3 separate regions of the Mus musculus genome follow, and all the other regions are linked to region 3. Evidence: chromatin contacts called from public HiCAR-type and promoter capture Hi-C data. All regions are on one chromosome and are shown on one strand. Each heading gives the region's core, a stretch centred on a gene start, on an enhancer-like site or on the middle of the called end of the contact. The rest is flanking DNA. Distances are from core to core; before and after follow the strand shown. Region 1 holds the start of Nxt2 (nuclear transport factor 2-like export factor 2). Region 2 holds the start of Kcne1l (potassium voltage-gated channel, Isk-related family, member 1-like, pseudogene). Region 3 holds the start of Col4a5 (collagen, type IV, alpha 5).

Region 1 (4,550 bases), core at 152-2,651, 750 kb after region 3:
TCAGCTTTGGAGAAGTGAGCGGTAACCGTTAGTGGGATAGTGAGAGCTGACGGAGGATAAAGATATGAAAAAATTTCGAAGTAACTGGTCCAATGGGGACCAACATTTTGGAAACTCGGGCAGTTCCTGGGTGGAGCCACAAATCAACTACAAATAGTAAGTTTATAGAAATATTTTGATTCAAAAATTAGAAGTCCGGCGGTAGCCGCTTTGAAATCATTGGTTTTTTTAAAAAATGGCAGTGATATTTAAAAATGGGAATGGGTGGGTAGGGAAGTGGGGGACTTTTGGGATAGCATTGGAAATGTAATTGAGGAAAATACGTAATAAAAAAAAAATGGCAGTGGGAACCGGGCGGTCGTGGGAGCCGGGCAGTCGTGGCGCACGCCTTTAATCCCAGCACTCAGGAGGCAGAGGCAGGCAGATTTCTGACTTCGAGGCCAGCCTGGTCTACAGAGTGAGTTCCAGGACAGCCAGGGCTATACAGAGAAACACTGTCTCGAAAAAAAACAAAAACAAAAAACAAAACAAAACAAAACAAAAACCAAAAAACAAAAACAAACAAAAAATGGCAGTGGAGTAGTGAAACATTACTTGTACTTAAATCCTAGGTAGTCGCTGGTTAATCACTTTTTTAAATAGACTGATAAGAAAATAATATTTAACTTATAGTTGTCATAAATAATTGAGTATGAGTAAAAATGTTTAGAAACGTGCTTGTGATCACTACTAAACTGTTTCTTGTCCTGCTGTTCTTGAATACGCTGTGGAAACACACACCGTAGGGTTTAGGGGGGTAGTCCTTGTTATATAATCCCCCCAGAGTGGCGAGAATCCGTGAAATGCTTGTATATTAAACCGTGAGAAATTGTAGGCAGCCCAGCGAAGCTTAGTGGCCAAGGCTCAAAATGGAGAACATTTTAGAACTTTAAACAGTTTTTAAACCCCACTGGCCGTACTTTAAACAGTTTTCAGCACCCCCTGTACTTTAAAATTTTTCAGCCCTCGTGCAGTTGGCGGTTGGTGTTACTTTCCATAAGTTCTGCCCCCTTTTCCTATTGGCTACGGACATAGATTCCCCCCCCCCCCGTTTCTCGTTGGCCTTCAAATTTTGGCCCCGCCTCCTCGTGTGAAGAGGTTCCCACCCAAAATTGAATATTTAATATTAACTTGTGCCAGGACAGGTAGCTGGGAACTTGAGATGTATTTGTTTTCCATATTAAGCTTACAAAAGCAAGGTCCTCCCCTTCTGTTTTGTTGGGGTTTTGGGGGGATGGTGTAGGTTGGTTAGTTTTTTCGTTTATCTGTTTCTCTTATGGTAAATAAACAGTTTGCAAGTAATTTAAAACGGATGGGCGGGATCACTCGGAACTGAAGGGAAACGCTGCTTAAAGTTGGAACATCGGGGTGATTTTAACACCGGACTGAGCTACTTCCGGGGGACAATGGGCGGGTTGAGAAATCTGTGCCATTGGCGAGGTTCGTTTTGTTGCTAAACATCTCATCCTTCCACAGCCAAAGGACCCAGACGAGCGCGGAAGTGCGGACATCTCCGGGGCCAGCTCTGGAGCAGACCATTTCCAGCCCCCTGATGGCCTTGGCAGTGGTGAGTGCGTGACACCTCCTGGCGCCCGCGGCTTGGCCGAGGAGCAAGCAAGCTAGGGCTCGGGCAGCGGAGGGGAGGGGAGGGCAGCGGAGGGGAGGGCAGCCGAGGGGAGGGCAGCGGAGGGGAGGGCAGCCGAGGGGAGGGGAGGGAGAGGGGAAGGGAGGGGAGGGGAGGGGAGGGGGGAGGGGAGGGGAGGGAGAAGGGAGGAGGCGCGAGCATGAGCGAGTGGCGAATCAGGCTCCAGCCCGCCAGCCCCTGGGGCGGAGCTCGCGCCCTCCGCCCGCCCCCTGCTCCGGAGATGGAGCGGCTGGTGGGAGTCCAGCAGCCTGTGTGAGGATGCAGCTCTGTGGCCGGTGGCTTTAGGTGGCCCTCTTTCCGTTGGCGCTTAAAGATAGATAGATAGATGATAGATAGATAGATAGATAGATAGATAGATAGATAGATAGATAGATAGATAGATAGATAGATAGATAGAGCAAGCAAAAGCTCCGGATCCCTGAAAAAGGGTGGCGATTGTTTTTATTTATTTCAAAGACTAGAACTGCCTCCACAAAAGGGTTACTTCATCAGGGATACTCTGGTGAGAATGGATCTGAGGGGTTTCATTTCTTAGGTTCTGCAATTCACTTCCAGACACGAGTGAGTGGTTATATAACGTAAGAAAAATGTCTCCGTGAGGCTGCTTAGACGTTCACTTCTATTTTGACAGGTTTTTTTTTTTTTTGGTTTTTTTGTTTGTTTGTTTGTTTTTTAATCGCAGTAGCTTTTGAGCTTGGTCATAAGCGCTTGAAATGAAGCGCTTTGCTAGCCTACTCAATAATTGCCCACACTTCACACCTAGGGTCCCTGCCTCTGCACATCTCCGAGTTACAGATACATGCCAAGCAAAGAACCAAGATTCATATGTGACGAATGAAAAGATGGGAGATGAATGTGTTTTAAAGACATACACCTAAAACTAGCAGCAGATTTTCAAGCAGAAATTTGTGCCTTAATCTTAATACTCAAATTTATGTCATAGGAGTGGAATTCAAATGCAGCTTTAGAATGATGAGCATAAATTGACAACTTCTTTTGTGTATTTTGTGCTTGAGGGGGGATTGGTGGAATTATAATCTACATTTGTGAATATTTTCTCGTAGAATTTTAAAACTTATGTGGATCAGGCATGTAGAGCTGCCGAGGAATTTGTCAATATTTACTATGAGACAATGGACAAAAGACGACATGTGAGTTTTATAGTCTCTATTGTTCTTTGTTTAAATTTTATTTTTAAAATACCATTTATCTGACCTGCATATGTAATTATGGTGCACAAGTTCTTGAAGAGTTGCTTTCATTTGAGTACAGTTTGGTGGATTGTTTTTATGTTGTTGTTCTTTTTTCAGTTTTGGTGTTGTTTTATTTTGTTTTATTGGTTTGGTTTGGGAAGTGTTTTGTTGTATTAAGTTTTTGTTTGGGTTTTTTGAAACCCAAACATGTTGGAAGGCTGGGGAAAAGATCTGGTGGGACTTGGGGGAGAGAAAGAATATGATCAAAATATATTTAAATTTAAAAACGTTTAAATAAAAATATAAAAAGAAAACGAGTTGCTTATAGAGGGCATGGTAAGGTATTGGTGGGGATATCAGCTCTGGAATCATAAGTTTGACTTTACCTAGTTCCATGTTCATAGGCAAAGTCCCAAGTTTTCTTTACCTCGTTTTATTTTTAAATAGAAAAAATTGCGGTGCTGAAAATTGAACTCGGGGCCTTAACAGATTATGCAAGTACTTTACCACTGTCCTATATCCCCAGTTCGGAAATTAAACACTTCATATAACTGGGTCCAGCACACCTGTATATAAATAGTTGATTTTTTCTTAGTCCCTCGAATTAACATAGTTAAAGAAATTATGATGGTGTGGAATGGTGTGTCATTGCAGGGACATCTGTTGGTCTGCTTAAGATTCTCAGTTGTAGCTGGTGCTCACAATAAGAATTCCAGGAATAGACATGCTTTTAGTTTTCAATAGATCAAGGTCTCACTTTTTTTTTAAATCTTCATTGTAATTTATTCCTCAACTCTATTTTTATAGTATTTTATGTGCATTTGTATTTTGCCTGCATGTATGAACTGGAGTTAGATAGTTGTGAACTGACATGTAAGTGCTGGGAATTGAACTCAGGTCCACTGGTAGAACAGTCAGTGCTCTTAACCACTGAGCCATCTTGCAACCCCATCTCAACTCTATTTTAAAGGAATTAATTATTCCAGTATGTGATGGAATGAGCCTTGCCTTGTTCTCCCACCAGTGCAGGACAGTTTTGTTATTTTTAAAACTTTTTAAAGTAAGATAAAACATGTTATTATTGCTGACTTGAAACTGGAGGTGGCAAAAGCTATGACAATGGATGTTTATTGTCCTTTGTCATGAATATCTGTCATTTGTCCTGTCTTGGTGCTTTCAGAACTAATATATGCTGTTGAATTTAATGACACATGCCTTTAATCCAAGCACTTGGGAGGAACAAGTAGGTGTTTCTCTGAATTGAAGGCCAGCCCGGTATACATAGTGAGCTTCAGTACAGCCAGAGCTAAGATCTGCTTTCAGAAAAGTACTAGATAGATAGATAGATAGATAGATAGATAGATAGATAGATAGATAGATAGATAAGATAGATAAGATAGATAGATAGATAGATAGATAGATAGATAGATAGATAGATTACATAGATAGATTAGATAGATAGATAGATAGATAGATAGATAGATAGATAGATAGATAGATAGATAGATAGAGTAAAGGGGTAGGGGAAAGCATAGCCCAGCCCTCTTGGTACATACCTGGAATTGTAGAATCCTAGAGGTGGAGTGGCTTTGAGGCCATCATGGGACACATGACAAAGGGTTTTTGTTTTTTAAAAACAGGTCACATAGTTAATTAAGTGCAAGAGCATATGT
Region 2 (4,243 bases), core at 1,741-4,240, 830 kb after region 3:
ATTAAAAAGATTATCTAAAACCAGGACTGACTTGACATGATACTCTTTCCCACTACTAGCATTATAATGCTTTTTTTTGGTGGGTATTGTTTCACCTCTGTCTAGCTTATTTCTTATACTTTTACCAATCTATACTTACAGGTATTGGTAATGACTACAAATATGCTTTCCAAGTTTCATTACCTAATGAAGCCATTACATTTCACTATCAAAACAACCCCCTTTGCCCATTTATGCCAGAGAAATCAATGGAACTATTGCAGTTAACATGCAGATCTGGGGACTACCTCCCATGTCTTCAGCATGGCTGTGTATCTCTATCCTTCTCCCACAGCCTCTTCAGGTCTCCCCCACACGGTTGGAGTGGCTCTCCCAGCATCCTCTATCTTCCCATCCTCATCCTGGATGCCTGCCCAGTTCTCAGCCCCCACCTTCAAGAGAAGGAGGTAACCTTAGTCCTGGAACTGGAACTGGAGAGGAGCCAATGAGGCAATGCCAGCTTAGCTTCAAGGAATGAAGCCTGGGAATGAAAGTAAGTTCGTTTAACTTATTAATAGAGCTCATAAAACACCAGATGAACTGGAAGGTCAAGGGCAATGGCTTGAATGAGTCTTCTGGACTATCAATGCATGTAACTGATCCATAATGTCTTCACCATGCTATTACTGAGAAATCAGCTATACTGAAGCAAATTGGCTGACTTTAAGGAAGTAATTTCATATGTAATTGATGAAGTCCAAACCATCATTATTATATGTATTTCAACCCTAAGCAAGTTTCTGATAATCTGGAAGGAAGGAGAATGAGTCAGGATGTATTCACTTCTAGAGCCAAGTATAATGGTACAGGAGGAGGAGAAGCTCAAAACCAGTCTGGGCTACATAGTGAGTTCAGGGTGTGCTTCAACTGTATAATCAAATCCTGTCTTAATCTCTCATATGAAAACACCCACCTCTGACTTCTGTGTTACAGTTTTACATTGTGGAAATCTCATCTCATTATAAAGGTAGCTCTACAGATTCACTTTGATTACAGCTAGTACTTGCGGGATTCAGAGACCTTTTTGAAAATTACATTAATTTTAAAGTTTTATGTATTTGTACCATATCTGCAGCACCCCCTCCCTCCGACTTCTTCCATGTCTTGAGGGTTTTTTTTTAAATTAGCATTGTCTTTTTTAAAAGTGATGAGGAATTAAGAAAAAGGGAAGAGGCGATAAAGCAGTTAAAACTTCTGAAACACATTTAAAACAAAAACAAAAACATTCAGACACAGAAACTTCTTCACTATGTTGCCCAGGCAGGCCTTGAAATCTTGGGTTCAAATGATCTTCCTGCCTCAACACCTTCAGTAGCTGGGACTCTGCATATGCTCTTTCCTTCCCCCCACCCCACCCCCACAGCTACCATATTCAGCCTATAGTCAATATAGAAATCACCACCACCCAATTTCCAAACATCATCTCCAAACAAAAAAATAGACAGTTCCCTGTCTATCCAGTAGTGGGTCTCAAGGCTGGGATCTTTGAGACAAGAGTCTTGAGCTACTGATTAACAAACTTTATTACCTGCCTGTAAGATTCCCCAAGGTTACAGAGCTAGGGATGACTGGCCCTGAATGAAGCATACATACATTGCAGTAATAACTGAACCAATATAAGAGATGCATTTGGGATTATTAAGGCTAAGCAACTAGTAATGATTATCCAAGCCAGATGTCCAAAGCACTAATACTCAGACCATTGGGATGGCAATTAGGGGGACAGGAAAACAAGAACACCATACCCCTGGGACCATAGATCTTCCTTTCCCATTGAACCTTCCCTCCCCTTCAGTCCATTCTATGCCACAATAGTGTCTCCCTAATAGCCCGCTGAAGGAAAAGATGTCTGAGGTCTCTTCGTGCTCTTTGTCTCTGTCCCCAAGGCAACAGAAAGCTTGAGCTGCTGCAGCGGGCCTGGCAGTGATGGCTAACCCCATTAGCTGTGCAGACTGAGCAGTCCTTGGCAGCCCCTGGAGCAGCTGCCAGTTAAACGGCCCCAGAGTTCTGCTAGACTTCGTTGCTTCGATTCAATGCCAAGTGTTGGACGTGCTGGATTCTGTTCCCAGAAGGCTAGAGCATGGTGTTGGGGCTGGCTGAAGACAAGAAAGCAGAGGCAGTTTAATTCGGTTGGATATGCGGGGTAGGGGTGCCTGCCGGCATGGAAGGGAGGGGAGAGAGAAGGTGGTCGGGTGTGAGTAAGGCGCTGCTTCTTCTTCCAGGGCCTTGCCTTGAAGGGTTCTGACCTCTCATCATCTTCTGGGCCTCGGGTAAAGCGAGCTCTGGAACGGCAGTAAAAGCGCGGGAGCCAGGCCCAGGGATAAGCAAAATGAGGAGGACAGCGGATCTAGACCCTCTCAGCGCCCTGAGCCAGCGCAGGCAGCGCCCCTGCTGCGAGCTGGTGGCCGCCCTCAGCCAGCAAGCCCTGGCCATTCTCCGGGTCGGCAGATGCGATGGCAGCGGGGACCCATTCCTGCTCAGCAACACAGGCCAGGGGTGGCTCATCCTTGGCCTCGACGAGCTTGCGGGAGCGGGTGTAGGCCAGGATGAGGCCTCCGGCTAGGCAGGCATAGAAGATCATGATGAGTAGGATGTAGAGATAAGCGTCGTTACCCTTGGCGCTGGTCGCCTCGCGGCCCACGAAAGGGTCAGGGACGACCCCCATGCCCATGCTCGGGCCGGTTCCGATGCCCAGGCCGCTGGCGTTGCCACGATGGTGCAGCTCCAGCAGCAAGCGGTTCAAGAGGGTTTGCAGCCGTTGGCTCTCGCTGCAGTTCATAGCTGTTGGAGAGTGGCACGGAGGCTCCAGGACGCAGTTGACCTTTCCCCCTGGACAAGGGGAAGCAAGCGAGCAAGGGGAGCAAGCAGAGCAGGCAGGGTGCAGAGACTTCGACAGCGAGGTGGCACCCAGCTCCCCGGCAGGCGCTCAGTGACTGGGGCCTCAGGCCGGGCCTTCCTTATCCCCTCACCCCTGCTCCTCCTCCCCTTCCCCACCACGCCCCCTCCAGCCCGCCGCCGCCTCTTTCCAGGCTCAGACTGTCTGGCCACTTAGGGGAAAGGGGACAGCTGGTAGGGGGAGGAGAAGGGGACAAGGGATGGGGCGAGCCCAGAGGAGGGGCGGAGAGGGTGGGGGCTCGGAATGCGCGAGGCCCCAGGCAGCAGAGGTTGGCAAGGCTGCATACTGGGGCCAAGCCTGGACCCTGGGCTGCGGAAGAGAATTCCTTCCAAGTTCTAGCCACCAGCCCTGCAGGCCTGGCTTTGGCCCAGATACAGCAGCCGCCTGCCTCCCCTAAGACAGAACCTGCCCTGGAGCATGCCCAAGCAAGATTTCAGATGTCTTCCATCAGCACTAGCTGGATTATGGCAGCTGAGACCCCTTGTTCACATCCTACCCCTGTTAGTCAAGGCCTATTTCCTTTCTAGTCCTCACACATTTTTCTCACATTTTCCCACCTGTGGTCTGAAGAGAGTGTCTTAGTTAGAAAATACCCAAGGCAAATTTGGTGCCAGAGTGATTGATCACGTAGGCCAACACAATGGAAGACTCCCAGGTTGTTCAAAATGCTCCCTAAATAATACACCAGACTGCAGGGAAGTAGTCTTGCTTGCTCCGATAGCACACCTTGACAGTCACCCATGTGCCTTCAGATGTGCATGGTCTATGCACAGTGTTACCTTGTTTCCTTTGACCAAGCCATCTTCCCAGAAATGACGTCTAATTCCACTATTAGGAGGAGCAGGGACAACAACAACAACAAAATTCTATGACTCTCTAGATGTCTTTGGGTCTGAAAAATGCCCTTTCTAGAAAACATACTTCTCAGTCAATGCTGTGGGACTCTCCAAGGCTTGATAGTAACTCTAGTGTCTGATGGCTTCTGGAACAGTCATGTTTTCTTGGGGTAGGGGGAAACAGGCAATTGGACAAAGATCAGTTCCAGGCATGTCTAACCTTAGGACTGGGGGCCACAGGCTTCACAGGATAAACATGATTGCAGTCAAGAACGTTTGTAGATGACAATATCACGTATTATTCCCAAACTTTAAGCTGTCTTAAATTGAATATAGACTAAGAAAAGGATTTGTAGACAAGAGAAGTAGACAAAGTGAGGTAGTGGTGGTCAGGTCTGGCTGCATGGAGACAATAATGAGAGAACGGCTGAAAAAAAGCCTATGCCCTCTGGACACTCAGGGAGCTAAGCTG
Region 3 (4,142 bases), core at 1,522-4,021:
TGTATTGGTGACCTTACTGACTGAAATAAGCATGGCTCTAAAATTGTATTTAAGACACTTTAAAAGAGCCAATCAGTTAAAATAATTACAATCCACAAAATAAACAATTCAAAATGTGTATTTATTGATTGTATTGTGACTTGGACTTTTATAAAGAGGTTGTTTTTTAAACAATGTAGTATTTGAACCTACAAGCTAAGTTTATTTTTGCCAGATAACTAACTAGCTGAACTGGAAACATAGCATATCTGATCAGTTAGTCACGTCACCTTTGTGAAATTATCCTACTAATTGCAGTAGATGGTTCTCTACTTTCTGAGTTCCATTAAACTTCTCTTAGCCCGAATTCCTTTGCCTGGAGTCTCTATGAGTTCATAGATAATACCAAACAGTCTACAAAAGGTTAAGTTTTAGAAAGCTTATCTGCATTTCTAAGCATTAAACTTTTTGATGTATGAAAGGACCTACAAACAAATTATAAACTTTACTTTCCATCTTACTGCTGCTACATTCAAATCTCAGTCCTTTATACTCTCTTTCCACTCTCAAACTTTATGCGTCAATCCACCTTCTTACAGTTAGGGAAAGCTATGTTTCTTCAGCTTTGCAGGTCTGCCTATTGGTGCAAAAAAGGGCATCAGAGGCCAGTCACCTGAAATTGTCCTGAAGACATTCACAAATGTGTGCACCTTGCATTGTCTACCTCTAATTTTTGTTCTCTAAACCTACAGGGATGTTTTAGGACAAGAAAAATGCTGAGTCCGGAGAGCATTAGGCTAATGTTATACTTGCTATTCCTCTCCAGGAACCCCATTAAGTCCTATTAGAAAGGCTCCATTTGGTGCAACCCTCTGTTACCCCCAACAGAAACACAAGAGGAAGAGGGGGAAAAAGGGGGTCTTTTGAAGCCTTACCGATTCTGCCAGTTCTTTGGTCAAGCATAAGGAAACCAGGAACAGCCACAATCTGAAAGGAGAGGGAGGGTGAGAAACATGGGCTCTCTGGACTACAGGGTCCTGAGTGAGAAAGTGTTCCCCCGGGCTCCCTTTTGATGCCTACTCCCACTTTTTCCGCAGTGACAGAAGTGCAAGTATAGTCCTGGCTTGGGAAAGCAGTCCAAAGTTGGAAAGAGGAGGGGGATTCTGAGCAGCAGCAGCTCACCCAGGGTGCATGCTTGTGGCTGCTCCGGAGCTGGGTCCCAGGAGACTGCTAAGCTGCTCCGCGGCGCGGGCTCATCTGGGCTCCGTTGATGCTTGGCAGTTTGTTCCTTATTCAGGACAGTGTGGGGAAGGGGGGCGAAGTGGCTTAATTTGGAAGAAACTAAAATCAGCCGCTAGAAAAAAAAAGTGCCCCAAAGGAAAACACACGCAGTGGTGCCCGCTACAACTTCTAGCACTCAGGAGATAGTTCCATGAGCCCAGGGAGGAAGGAATGGAGGGGGACGGGGCGGGGCTGCCTGCTGTCAATCACCTCCCCCTACCTTGGGAAGCTGCTTCTCTTTCTCAATTTCAAGCACCTCTGCACATAACCGTTCCAAAGTTTCATGCACAGGTCTCTAGAGACCTATACACAAGAATCTATGCAAGTAGGCATTATATATTTCCATAAAGTAAAATAGACTTGGGTGCACTACTACTACATAGGCAGATAGTCCTGAAAGAGACCTTGCACAAGGGCCCAAGTGTGCAGACTCTTATTCTAACTTCCTATTTTTTCACTAAACTTTTAGAAAGATGAGGAGGGAATCTCTGGAGTTGTAAGCCTAATCTCTAAACCCAGTAAAACTGAGGAGGAATTGGTCCTTATAAAACGGATTCAAAATATAAAGAATGCAGTTTATCCCAGACTGAGAATAGAAATGTTCAGAAGAATTCTTTAGCAAATTCCTGAAAGACACTCCAAGGAGTCCACATCGTGTATATTTTTGGTCTTTTGGTTCTTAAAAGTGTCTACAAGTTATCAAAGCGATATGCATGCCTACTTCATCTAGGAGACACAAATTCAACTACTATTGACTCCATATAGACATTTTAAATGAGATGCTTGTTTTAGTTGTAAGGAATTATGCTAATGTTATATAATTGCTTGCCACAGGTCCTTCTGAAATAGAATGATGGCAGCCACTACCTTTTACCTTAGCTTGATATAAGTGACAAATATTATTTATGGTACTCAATACATGTAAATAGAAACAGTAAGTAAGTTACAATAACATTTAACCTTTTAACATTATTAACCTACTTAATGCATCCTATATGGCATATGTTGTTACATACATTAGGTATTCACAAATACATATGTTCATTGTCTTACTTTATATACGTATATCTAATATTTTCTCATTTTCTGTTTGTATATAGAAACTGTCCTACCAACACTTGAAAGGCAAAGGCCAGCAGCCCATGGAGCAGAGGCGAAAACTTTGTTTCTAATGATTAACAATAAAAAGCACCACACTCTGAAATCCATCCGCTGGAAAAAATAGTCCCAGCTCAGGTCTGTTTGTCAATGGCTTTGATGCAGACATCTGAGGGAAAGCTGGACTGGCAGGCAAGAGTACTGTTAAGAGAAGCTGCCAATGAACAAACGAGAAATCTTTTTGGTTGGACTTGTGGGGTTCAGTCAACTTGTCTTGAAGTTTCCCTCCCTCAAATAACTGAGCGTCACTCCCTCGCAGGTTGCCGGTGCAGTGGGAAGCACTGGCGGAGTGATACGCAAATTCCCCAGCGCCAGCGGGGAGGGGGCGGTGCAGGGAAGAGAGCGAGGAAAGTAGATTTGTAGGACGTTGAGTGAGGAAAGTTTGCAAGTCCCAACAGAAGGCAAAGTGCTCCTGAGAGATCGGCTTTGGGGAGGGGAGGGGGGAGGGAAGAACAGCTTTCTTTTCTTGTTCTTGCTCTCCCTCTCTCTCTCTTATTTTAATCGCTTCCCTCTTATAAATCTCTTCCCCCAAGTGCACCAGCATAACCGGGACACTCACTGTCCCCTTTCTAGCTCTCTTCTCAATAACCCTTCAAGATTATGTCAATCGGTCTGAAGGGACCTGGGATTCCCTGCGGGTGCTGACGGAGCTGCGGGAGCCAGAGAAGAATGCAAGTGCGTGGAGTGTGCCTGGCTGCCGGCTGGTTCTTACTGGCCCTGTGTCTGTGGGGGCAGCCCGCAGAGGCTGCGGTAAGTCCTCCCTCCCGCCCCATCACTGCTCGCTCCAACAGAAACCACTGGAGCCTTTACCTTCCCTACTCTTTGACCTTGGCCAGGGAAGTCAAAATTGGCTTTAAGTAGAAAGAAATATAATTCCCAACTCTGGTCTGAGGGAAAATTCCAAGTGTTTAAAAACAGGGCCGCTTACTTCTCTGTAGCTACCTCTTCTGGGGCAAGAGTGGGCAGAGGGTGTGGGAGGCACATTAATGGGTCACTGGGCTCTGGAGGATATTTAAAACTTTTCTTCCTCTCTATCCCCCACCCAGGGTAGCTGTCTACCAGCTAGCTTCTTTCACTACTTGGACCCAGCCCAAGCACGATTTAACCTTGGTTTATAGTTTAAAATTTGGTTCCTCTAAAATTGAACTGTGGTCAGTGTGGTAATAGCCTTGATGGAGTTCTTCTCTTGGCATATGCTCTTTTCTTAAGCCACATGAACCCACCCCCCACCCCAGGTTTGTAAAGTTCTGCCCTGTTTTCTGACCTGTTGACATCATTCTTTTACAAAAGATAAAATAACCTATCAACCAGGACGAAGTAAAGAAGCATACATAGTCTTATGCTTCAGGAGTTTTGCACATTAAAAAAAAAAAGTTATGGGTTTCTGTTGGCTTGCACTTTTTAAACTCATAAAGGCACCTGAACAACTTGAGAGTTTGCCTTTCACCCATTTAAAGGACAAGAAGTCTCAGTTTTCCAATGGGAATGAGCTCTATGGGTTAGAAGAGTGGGGGAGGATGCTCACACGAAATGACAGAGCAAAAAGTTCCACTTGCCTTTAGGAATGTAGACTGGATACCACAGCCTGTTCCTGAGCAGGAAATCTGGGTAGTCCCAACACCCACTCTCCTTCTGGAGATAAGAGGTAAATGCAAAGGAATGAAGGGCTTTGCTGCAGAAAATATTCTCCAGTTTGAAGTCTACCCTACTTAATTTCATATAAA

The links. Promoter capture Hi-C pulls out the DNA fragments that hold promoters and counts their contacts. HiCAR-type assays count read pairs that join an accessible place to other places.
Region 1: a promoter capture Hi-C map of cranial neural crest shows a contact between it and region 3. The contact joins the promoter of Nxt2 here to the promoter of Col4a5 in region 3. A contact is called at or near these places in 2 of 39 promoter capture datasets (cranial neural crest and hippocampal neurons).
Region 2: a HiCAR-type map of astrocytes shows a contact between it and region 3, with 4 times the contacts expected there. The contact joins the promoter of Kcne1l here to the promoter of Col4a5 in region 3. A contact is called at or near these places in 4 of 39 promoter capture datasets (cranial neural crest, embryonic stem cells, hippocampal neurons and 1 more) and 1 of 115 datasets of contacts at active chromatin or transcription factors (astrocytes).

The regions. Positions count from the first base shown.
Region 1 is chrX:142,226,776-142,231,325 of GRCm38.p6, forward strand. It overlaps Nxt2 (nuclear transport factor 2-like export factor 2), which reads left to right and starts at 1,402. Exons shown (of 4, transcript NM_172782.4): 1 at 1,402-1,606; 2 at 2,749-2,835. The coding sequence starts at 1,592.
Region 2 is chrX:142,303,208-142,307,450 of GRCm38.p6, forward strand. Kcne1l (potassium voltage-gated channel, Isk-related family, member 1-like, pseudogene) reads right to left here and starts at 2,991. Exons shown (of 1, transcript NM_021487.1): 1 at 1,546-2,991. The coding sequence starts at 2,818. The coding sequence ends at 2,387.
Region 3 is chrX:141,472,648-141,476,789 of GRCm38.p6, forward strand. Col4a5 (collagen, type IV, alpha 5) reads left to right here and starts at 2,772. Exons shown (of 53, transcript NM_001163155.1): 1 at 2,772-3,168. The coding sequence starts at 3,088. It overlaps Col4a6 (collagen, type IV, alpha 6), which reads right to left and starts at 1,429. Exons shown (of 45, transcript NM_053185.2): 1 at 1,162-1,429; 2 at 915-966. The coding sequence starts at 1,172.